3 separate regions of the Sus scrofa genome follow, and all the other regions are linked to region 2. The links are chromatin contacts, called in public Hi-C maps. All regions are on one chromosome and are shown on one strand. The core of a region is the stretch at or near the end of the contact, and the rest is flanking DNA. Distances in the headings are between cores, read along the strand shown. Region 1 holds the start of IL6 (interleukin 6 (interferon, beta 2)). Region 2 has its middle 110 kb from the start of RAPGEF5. Region 3 has its middle 33 kb from the start of TOMM7.

Region 1 (2,720 bases), core at 153-2,652, 160 kb before region 2:
CCCCTCTGCCTTCAGGCATATTACCTATTCCAAGTCTCAGTGCCCCTAACTCTCCTAGTTGGGGATAATGAAACACCTCCCTTGTAAGTTTACTGTGAGGATAAGATATAATATTTATATCTTAATATAATATTTATCTGTAAAGTGCCTGGCACATAGTGGATCCTTAATAAATGACAGGAATTTTGATGATAATTGGGTGAGTATAATTTGAGCCATAGAATGTGCCAGCTGGAAGAGCCTTTCAGATCATCTAGTCTAAATCCATAATTTTGCAGATGGGGCGCACAGGTGGTAGGGAATTTGCCCGAGATCACAAAGCAGGTTCAACAGATCAGAACCAAATTTGAGGCTCCCAATCTCCTCTCCTGTGTTCTTTCCTTTCTACCAAACAGAGCCAAACTCCCTTACATTTTAAGCTTGGGAGCTGCTTTAACCTACCTAGGATTTTGCCACTTTGGTGGGCTGTCAGGTATGCATCTTATTTGCCGGAATGACTCTGGGGAGTCCCTAACCACTGAGCTGGCGTAATCTAAAAGTACAGTGACTGTCCTGAGAAGCTGAACAGTCATTTCAGTGGTGCTTTTAAATGCTCCCCCCAAGTCCAAGGAACGCAAAGAAGATTGACAGGCCTTATTTTTTGGTTAGAGAAGAGGAAATCCTGAGAGGCAGTGAGTGTGACTCTCAGCTCATGCCAAGCATGGAAATGCGAATGAGACTTGAGGCATGGATTCCAGCCCCGCAGTATATTTTCCCCGGAGGAAAAGGAACTACCTGAGACCAGCAGCAGAGGAGAAATTAAAAAACACAGCCTGCCCCTTTGGCTTCAGATCGAAGCTGTCCCAGAACCCAGCAAAGACCTTCCCCTCCCCACCAAAAGCAGGAGCCGCTGTTCACATCCAAGGCCGAGGAGATGACCACCTACAGGGGCCCTTCATCTCCCTCAGGCGAGCCTACCCACCTCCTTTCTCATTGCAGAGATTTTGCCGAGGATGTACTTAATGAGTTCTTCAGTTTTGTCCGGAGAGGTGAAGAGCATTTTGTCTGAGGTGGCATCACCTTTGGCATCTTCTTCCAGGCGTCCCGGGGTAGGGAAGGCAGTAGCCATCACCAGAAGCAGCCCCAGGGAGAAGGCGACTGGACTGAAGGCGCCTGTGCCGGAGGGAAGGGAGAGCAGCCAGTGAGCAGACTGCACCACTGGGGGAGCTGTGCTTCTGGCTGCTGGCCGCCCGCCAGCTCTCGCAGCAGCGGATACACACCCCCTCCCTCGCCAGGCACGGCTGCCAGGCAGTTCCAAGGCTAGGGATTTCCTTCACTTACTTGTGGAGAGGGAGTTCATAGCTGGGTTCCTGGAGGGCAGATGGAGCTCTCTTTCGTTCCTGGTGGGCTCGAGGGCAGACTGAGCCTTAGACATCCCCAGTCTCATATTTATTGGGGGTTGAGACTCTAATATTGAGACTCATGGGAAAATCCCACATTTGATAAATCTTTGTTGGAGGGTGGGGGTGGGGCCAGAGCGGGTGGGGCTGATTGGAAACCTTATTAAGATTGTGCAATGTGACGTCCTTTAGCATCACAGGAATCACAACCAGGGAAAAAAGTGCCACTTAGGTCATTACCAAGGCTAGTCCTCAGAAGCCGGATCATTTTTCCTTCACTTTCTGTTTTTTCTCTTTTGCTTTTTTTCTTTCTTCTTTTCTTTTTTTTTTTTTTTTTTTTTTTAGTGACTCAGCACATTGACATGTCTTGAGAAGAAAAGTAAAGCTGAAGTCATGCACGAAGTTTTACAGGGCTGGGGGTTCAGGAAAAGCTAAGGCTGACTATGATTAAAAAAATAATTACCAGATGAACCAGCTAGGATTTAGTATTCCAGTTTATTTCATGTTTGTAAAAAAACCCTTAAGATATTCTGGCCTGAGTTTCCCCAGACCACCTTACAGCCCACCCCCTTGGGGTTAGAAAGAAGACACTACAAGCCCTCTGCAGTACTTTTTCCTTGCTCTCGCTGTGACCAGCTGTTGCAGAACGTCCTGACTGCAGTTGTCTCTAGGAATCTCCAGGTGCAATGTGGGTACATACATGAATGACTCCTTTTGGCCACGACGTAGCTTCTGCCGGTTTCCTCCTTGCCTGCTCAAACCCACTTCGGCCAGGTCAGCGACAGCCCTACTCACTTCATAGTGGCCTTTTGGAGACCCTCCCAGTGAAGACTTTGATCTCTGGGCCAAGGGGGTTGTCTTGTGCTGCTGGTCCCCACTGCAGGCACCAGGGTGATCCTCTTCCCACTGGGGAGCCATGAGGACCCCGAGGGCATGCTGGGTCTACTGGAGCCCTAACTTTACTGACACTCCCTGGGCTTAGGGCAGAAGTGGGGAGAATACTACTCACCTCTTTGATAGGATGTCAAAGGAGGACCTTGTGGCATTTTTTGCAGCGTGTGTTCATAGCTCCCTTCTGCTGTATGACTTGATTTGAATCCAGAGGCGGCTGAATAGTAGTCTGATAGAGCAGGGCTCCAGGTTCAGAATCACACTTTCTCTCCAAAGCCCCAGGCTTCCATACTAGGTTGAGCTTGTACAGGCTCCCTTGGCCCCTACAGTGGTATCTCTTGCAGGAGGGTCCTTGGTTTCACACAAATGGGCTCTATACCAGGTTCCCCCACCAGTTGCCCAGACACCCGGACAGCTCTTAAGACTGATTCCAGGCTGAAGCTAGGACAC
Region 2 (2,853 bases), core at 199-2,698:
AGACTTAGGAAAGCAGAAACTCCCCCAGGAATCAGCATCCAGGTCCCAGCACAGAAATACTCGCAGACTGGTTTCACTTGATCAAACCAGCCTCTGAGGCCATATTGTCAGAAGACAGAGAAAGTAGGAACCCTAGAAAACCACATGGGGGAGTTCACTGGAGTCAAACCTGATTCAGTAAAACCAAGGTGATAAAACTTGAATGAGTCAATTATGCAAGAATGTGATTAGATAAAATCATCTTGTAGATTCACTGACTAATCATGGAAAAGAAGTAATTTCCATGAAAAAAGCAAGCATGCTGTGGGCACAGATAAGATACTAACAATGGCTAGGGAAGCTGGGAGCTCTCTGGCTGTTTTTCCTGGCACTATGGGAGACTTATGGTCATGGACCAATAAGAACCCACTGCTCTGTACCCAGAACCTCGTGCAGATTTTCCCACGCATTTGTGCCTTTATTCCCAGTAACAGTCATACACAAGTTGTATTACTTTCCTCATCTTTCAGATAGCAGAACAGGTTCAGAAAAGTTTTTAACTACCCCAGGTCACACAGGAGGAAATGGAGCTTGACAGAGAGGGAACCAGGTGTTCCCACTCCAAGTTGCAGGCTCTTAGCCAGCTCCCAGTGACAGCGGAAGCACTGGACCACGGTGCAGCACAACCTCGAGGGCTTGTTTCAGTGCCTCAGGGGCTCCCCTTAACTGGCCTCCTCTTTATCCAGATCCGTGCTTCTCCGTCTTTGGATGCATCCTCAGCATCCCCTGCGTGGCTGGTCAGAGTCCAGACTGCTGGACCCCATCTCTGGTCTTTCTTTTTTTTCTTTTTTTGATCTTTTTGCTATTTCCTGGGCCGCTCCTGCGGCATATGGAGGTTCCCAGGCTAGGGGTCTAATCGGAGCTATAGGTACTGGCCTACACCAGCGCCATAGCAACGTGGGATCCGAGCCACATCTGCAACCTACACCACAGCTCACTGCAACGCGGGATCGTTAACCCACTGAGCAAGGGCAGGGACTGAACCTGTAACCTCATGGTTCCTAGTTGGATTCATTAACCACTGCGCCACGACGGGAACTCCATGGTCTTTCTGATTCTTCAGGTCTGGGCTGGAGCCTGAGAGTTTGCATTTCTAACACATTCTCAGATGTTGCTAGTGCTGCTAGCCCAAAGGACTGCAGTGGAAGACCACAGAAGTTTTTTTAGCTATCATCCCTGGGGGTTGGCCTGCACGCCAATAATCAGTTATAACAACCATCCTTTTTTCTACGTAAAACTGCCCTCTGAGTTCTGGTAAGTCTGTTTCAGACTCACCCTGTTTGGAAGTGGATGTTTCCTGAGTATTTACAGTCGGCTTGGGCTCAGACTGCAAACTCATGCCTGGAGGAGCTTGTAGAACTGTAGTGGCTGCAGGCCTAGGACTTTTTTTTTTTTCCTTTCCCCTAGCCAAGTTGCCAGGTTGTGAGGTTTGGGTCCAGGAATGCTGTTAGAATGCTGGGCAGTCAAGACTGTCTCAGCCTGCTATGCTCTGCCTCTCCACTTTCCACTCCCTCCCTCCATTCTTGTCAAAATTATTTATGTCCTCTACTGTATAAAAGACACAGATGCAAGCCACATATGTAATGGCATTTTTGTAGTAGTGACATTAAAATTATCTTATTCTTTTTTCCCCTTTGAATCTTTGAAATCTTTTTGTTCCATTTTGTTTTGCATTTCTTTTGTTACCAGTGAGGTTTCATATTTCCCCCTATTTGTTGGTAATTTATGTCTCTTTGTACCTTTGCTTACATCATCTTTCTTCTATTGGGTTTGTCGGGGGTTTTTTTATTTAAAGATTTTAATTTTTTCCATTATAGCTGGTTTACAGTGTTCTGTCAATTTTCTACTGTAGAGAAAAGTGACCCAGTCACACATACATATATACATTCTTTTTATCACATTATCCTCCATCATGCTGATCTTAGTTAATCCTGCAGCCTATCTCAATGCAGACAAGCTGGATTCCAGGTGCCCAGGAACCCCATGTAGCTGGTGACCCCTGTGTTGGACAGCGTTCTCTTGCCTTTGGAATTGTTGCCAGGTCTGAACCTAAAAAGAACTATTTTATGAAAGTCATGAAAGTAAGAGTTGTCCAGATAGTCATACCTTTGCATTGGTCTATGTTTAGTAAATGTACAGATATAGGTAACCAAAACATGGCTGTGCCTCCGAATTAACTGGGACACCTATTAAAAATATGACAGGAGTTCCCGTCATGGCTCAGTGTTTAACAAATCCAACTAGGAACCATAAGGTTGCCGGTTTGATCCCTGGCCTTGCTCAGTGGGTTGAGGATCCGGCATTGCCGTGAGCTGTGGTGTAGGTTGCAGATGCGGCTTGGATCCCACGTTGCTGTGGCGCTGGTGTAGGCCAGCACCTACAGCTCCGATTAGACCCCTAGCCTGGGAACCTCCATATGCCGCAGGAGCAGCCCAAGAAATGGCAAAAAAGACAAAAAAAAAAAAAAAAAAAAAAAAAAAGATGACAGCCTGTATCTAACAGCAGAGCTCCTTAATTACATGGGGTGGAGGAAGAGAGCTCTGCATTTTTAATGAGGGTAATTTTGCAGCAACCAGCCTAGGACTTTCCACAGAGGGACATTTCCAAATCACCATACAGAGAACTACAAATCTCATCTAGGAATCTCAGCCTAGAAGCCAGAGGCCAGAGTCTGGCTTCTTTACCTTTCTGTCAAACAGCCTATTTGTACCTGAAGCCTGATTTGCACTGGGTATCATTTCACTGAAATAGCTTAGCATCCAATTTGTAGGAAAACACTGTTCACTTGGCTTTCTTATCTTTGTGGGAGACATA
Region 3 (2,783 bases), core at 202-2,701, 200 kb before region 2:
AACTACATCAAGCTAGAAAGCTTTTGCACAGAGAAGTAAACTATCAGCAAAACACAGGGTAGCCTACTGAACGGGAGAAGATATTTTCAAATAATATATCTGATAAGGGGTTAATATCCAAAATATAGAAAGAACTTGTACAACTGAAAAAAAAATTCTGATTTAATAATAGACAGAGGACCTGAATGAATATTTTTCTAAAGAAGACACACAAATGGCCAACAGACACATGGAAAGATGTTTAGATCACTAATTGAGAAATGCAAATCAAAACCACAATGAGATACCGCCTCACACCTGTAAGAATGGCTATCATCGAAAAGACAACAAAGAACAAATTTTGGAAAGGATGTGAAAAAAACAGAACTCTCATACACTTTTGACAGAACTGTAAATAGGTCCAGCCACTATGGAAAACTGTATTGAATTTCCTCAAAAAATTAAAACTAGAACTCCATTTCATCTAGCAATTGTGCTTCTGGGTTTTACCCAAATAAAACAAAAACTTAAATTCAAAACGATATATACACATCAATATTCATTACAACATTATATATAATAGCCAAAATATGGAAATAACCACAAGTGCCTATAGATAGATGAATGGGTAAAGAAGATGTGATATATATGTACAAAATATGATTGTATATGTGTGTGTGTGTATATATATGTATATATATATAATGAAAAATTACTCAGCTATTAAAAAAATGAAATCTTGCCACTTGGAAGAACATGGATGGATGTAGAGGGTATTATTGCTAAATGAAATAAGTCAGAAGGGAAGAAAAATACCTCATGATCTCATTTATATGTAAAGTTAAAAAATAAAACAGATAAAAACAAAACGAAATGAAAGCGGATTCATAGATACAGAGAATAAACAAATGGTTCCCAAAGGGAGGGGAGTTGGGGCACTGCGTGAAAGGCATTAAGAGGTATAAACCTCCAGTTATATAATAAATAAGTCATGAGGATGTAATATACAGCATTAGGAATATGGTCATTAATATGGTAATAATTTTGTATGGGGACAGTTATTAGACTTACTGTGGTAATTTTATAATGTAGGCAGATGTCACACTATGTAGTATATTTGAAACTAGCATAATATTATACATAACTTTACTTCAATAAAAATAATTTAAAAATCCTTTCAGACAAAATATGGTCAAATCAGAGTGTAAGTTATATCAAGTCCCTTCTGAAGTACGGACAGTTATAAAGTTAAAAAAGAAAGAAAATAGGAAACAGCGTAAATCAGTTCTTTCCTGTTGAATATGGCGAGACTGGGCCCCCAGAAGTCAGAGTGTAGAAAGCCCGTGGTGGAGATGGTCTAGGGAAGCTGTAGTGAAGTGTGGAGGCCAGCTAATGAAGTCATTGGGGTACAGGAGGGTGGCAATGGGCTGAATGACTAAGCAGTTGGTACTGCATGCCTTGGGAGCTTTGTTGATCAGGTTTGACTTGCAGAGATGAGATTGGGACAGAGATGGTAGGGATGCAGTTATGACTGAAAGCTAGTACAAGCTGGGTAAGGCTTCAAAGGTGTACTGAGTTCAGAACTGTGATTGGATTTTGCTGTGAAGTAAGGAGTGGGAAGTCTGGAGACGTGAGTGGAGACCTGGTCTTAAGCTTGTCAGCATAGGAATGGGGGAATATTTATGGAATATATTTAGGGGAAGATTATGGGATACTTATTTATATTTATCCAGGCAGTGCCTGGATGGAGGAAGCAGACACATGTGTAACAATCATAATCTCACAGTGGAGATATCTTGGGATAGGGAGCCATGCTTTATATCCTTTCACCTGTGCATTGCTAAATATCTTATTATTCAGAAGGCTGTCATATGAAGCAAGAGGCGTCCAAGACACCTGGTGACCACCTTAAATTGTCCAGCAAGGTCTGATTTATTTTTTATTTCCCAGTCTCTTGACCAAATGCATTCTTTTGACCTGTGGCAAGCTTAAAAAGAAATGATTAGGTTACTGTCCCTTCTATTCTTGATCTGAATTCAGGCATAGATTTGAGCTTCTCTGAGGAATGGTTCTGATTATTTAGTGAAAATGAAGCAACTGTTTCAACACATGAGTTCCAAAGGATTTAGGGGGGCATAGTGCCAAGAACTTATTTCCAAATAGCTGATAAAACCACTAAGTGTTTTTGGTTACATACTGATGCTAAATTAAGAAACTAACAAAAGCCAAGACTTATGATTGTTGGCTTATCTAAGTCTTAGTTTTGAAAATTCAAAGTATTGAAAAAATTTTTTTATTAAAACAAAGCTGAAGAAATATGTATAAATGAATTTTTGTGATAAAATTTATGGTGTGCTTAAAAAATAATATTTTTCTAATTTTAAAAGTGGTAAATGCTCACTGAAGAAAAAATTGGGACATGCAAAATTACAAAAAGAATAAAGAAAATAAATATCATTTATAATCTTCTACTTAGAAATGACTATCCTTAATATTTTAGTGGTTTCTTTCTGGGCTTTAGTTTTTAGTTTTCGTTTCTTTTTGCTTTTTTTTTTTTTTTTTTTTTTTTTGCTCAGTTTTTAGGGCCCGCACCCATGGCATATGGAAGTTCCCATCCTAGGGGTCGAATTGGAGCTACACCTGTCGGCCTGTGCCACAGCCACAGCAACGTCAGATCTGAGCCGCGTCGGCGACCTACACCACAATTCATGGCAATGCCAGATCCTTTACCCACTGAGTAAGGCCAGGGATTGAACCTGCATCCTCATGGATCCTAATTGGGTTCCTTAACTGCTGAGCCATGA

Evidence for each region. A called contact is a pair of places that touch in the nucleus more often than the background predicts.
Region 1: a Hi-C map of embryonic fibroblasts shows a contact between it and region 2, with 2.6 times the contacts expected there. The contact joins the promoter of IL6 here to the enhancer-like site in region 2. A contact is called at or near these places in 2 of 5 promoter capture datasets (fetal liver and liver), 8 of 47 Hi-C or Micro-C datasets (adipocytes, embryonic fibroblasts, fibroblasts and 4 more) and 1 of 2 datasets of contacts at active chromatin or transcription factors (alveolar macrophages).
Region 3: a Hi-C map of omental adipose tissue shows a contact between it and region 2, with 3 times the contacts expected there. The contact joins two enhancer-like sites. A contact is called at or near these places in 5 of 47 Hi-C or Micro-C datasets (adipose tissue, embryonic fibroblasts, omental adipose tissue and 1 more) and 1 of 2 datasets of contacts at active chromatin or transcription factors (alveolar macrophages).

Annotation. Positions count from the first base shown.
Region 1 is chr9:91,505,103-91,507,822 of Sscrofa11.1, reverse strand. IL6 (interleukin 6 (interferon, beta 2)) reads right to left here and starts at 1,402. Exons shown (of 5, transcript NM_214399.1): 1 at 1,321-1,402; 2 at 962-1,152. The coding sequence starts at 1,339.
Region 2 is chr9:91,342,651-91,345,503 of Sscrofa11.1, reverse strand. No RefSeq gene overlaps it. Among named protein-coding and RNA genes, the nearest start is that of RAPGEF5, 110 kb to the right of the region's middle. Within about 2 kb of position 1,448, at least 7 of the 83 cell types and tissues checked have an H3K27ac peak or open chromatin away from gene starts, as enhancers often do. A contact at or near this core is called in embryonic fibroblasts and omental adipose tissue, where this site is marked.
Region 3 is chr9:91,544,344-91,547,126 of Sscrofa11.1, reverse strand. No RefSeq gene overlaps it. Among named protein-coding and RNA genes, the nearest start is that of TOMM7, 33 kb to the left of the region's middle. Within about 2 kb of position 1,451, at least 4 of the 83 cell types and tissues checked have an H3K27ac peak or open chromatin away from gene starts, as enhancers often do. A contact at or near this core is called in embryonic fibroblasts and omental adipose tissue, where this site is marked.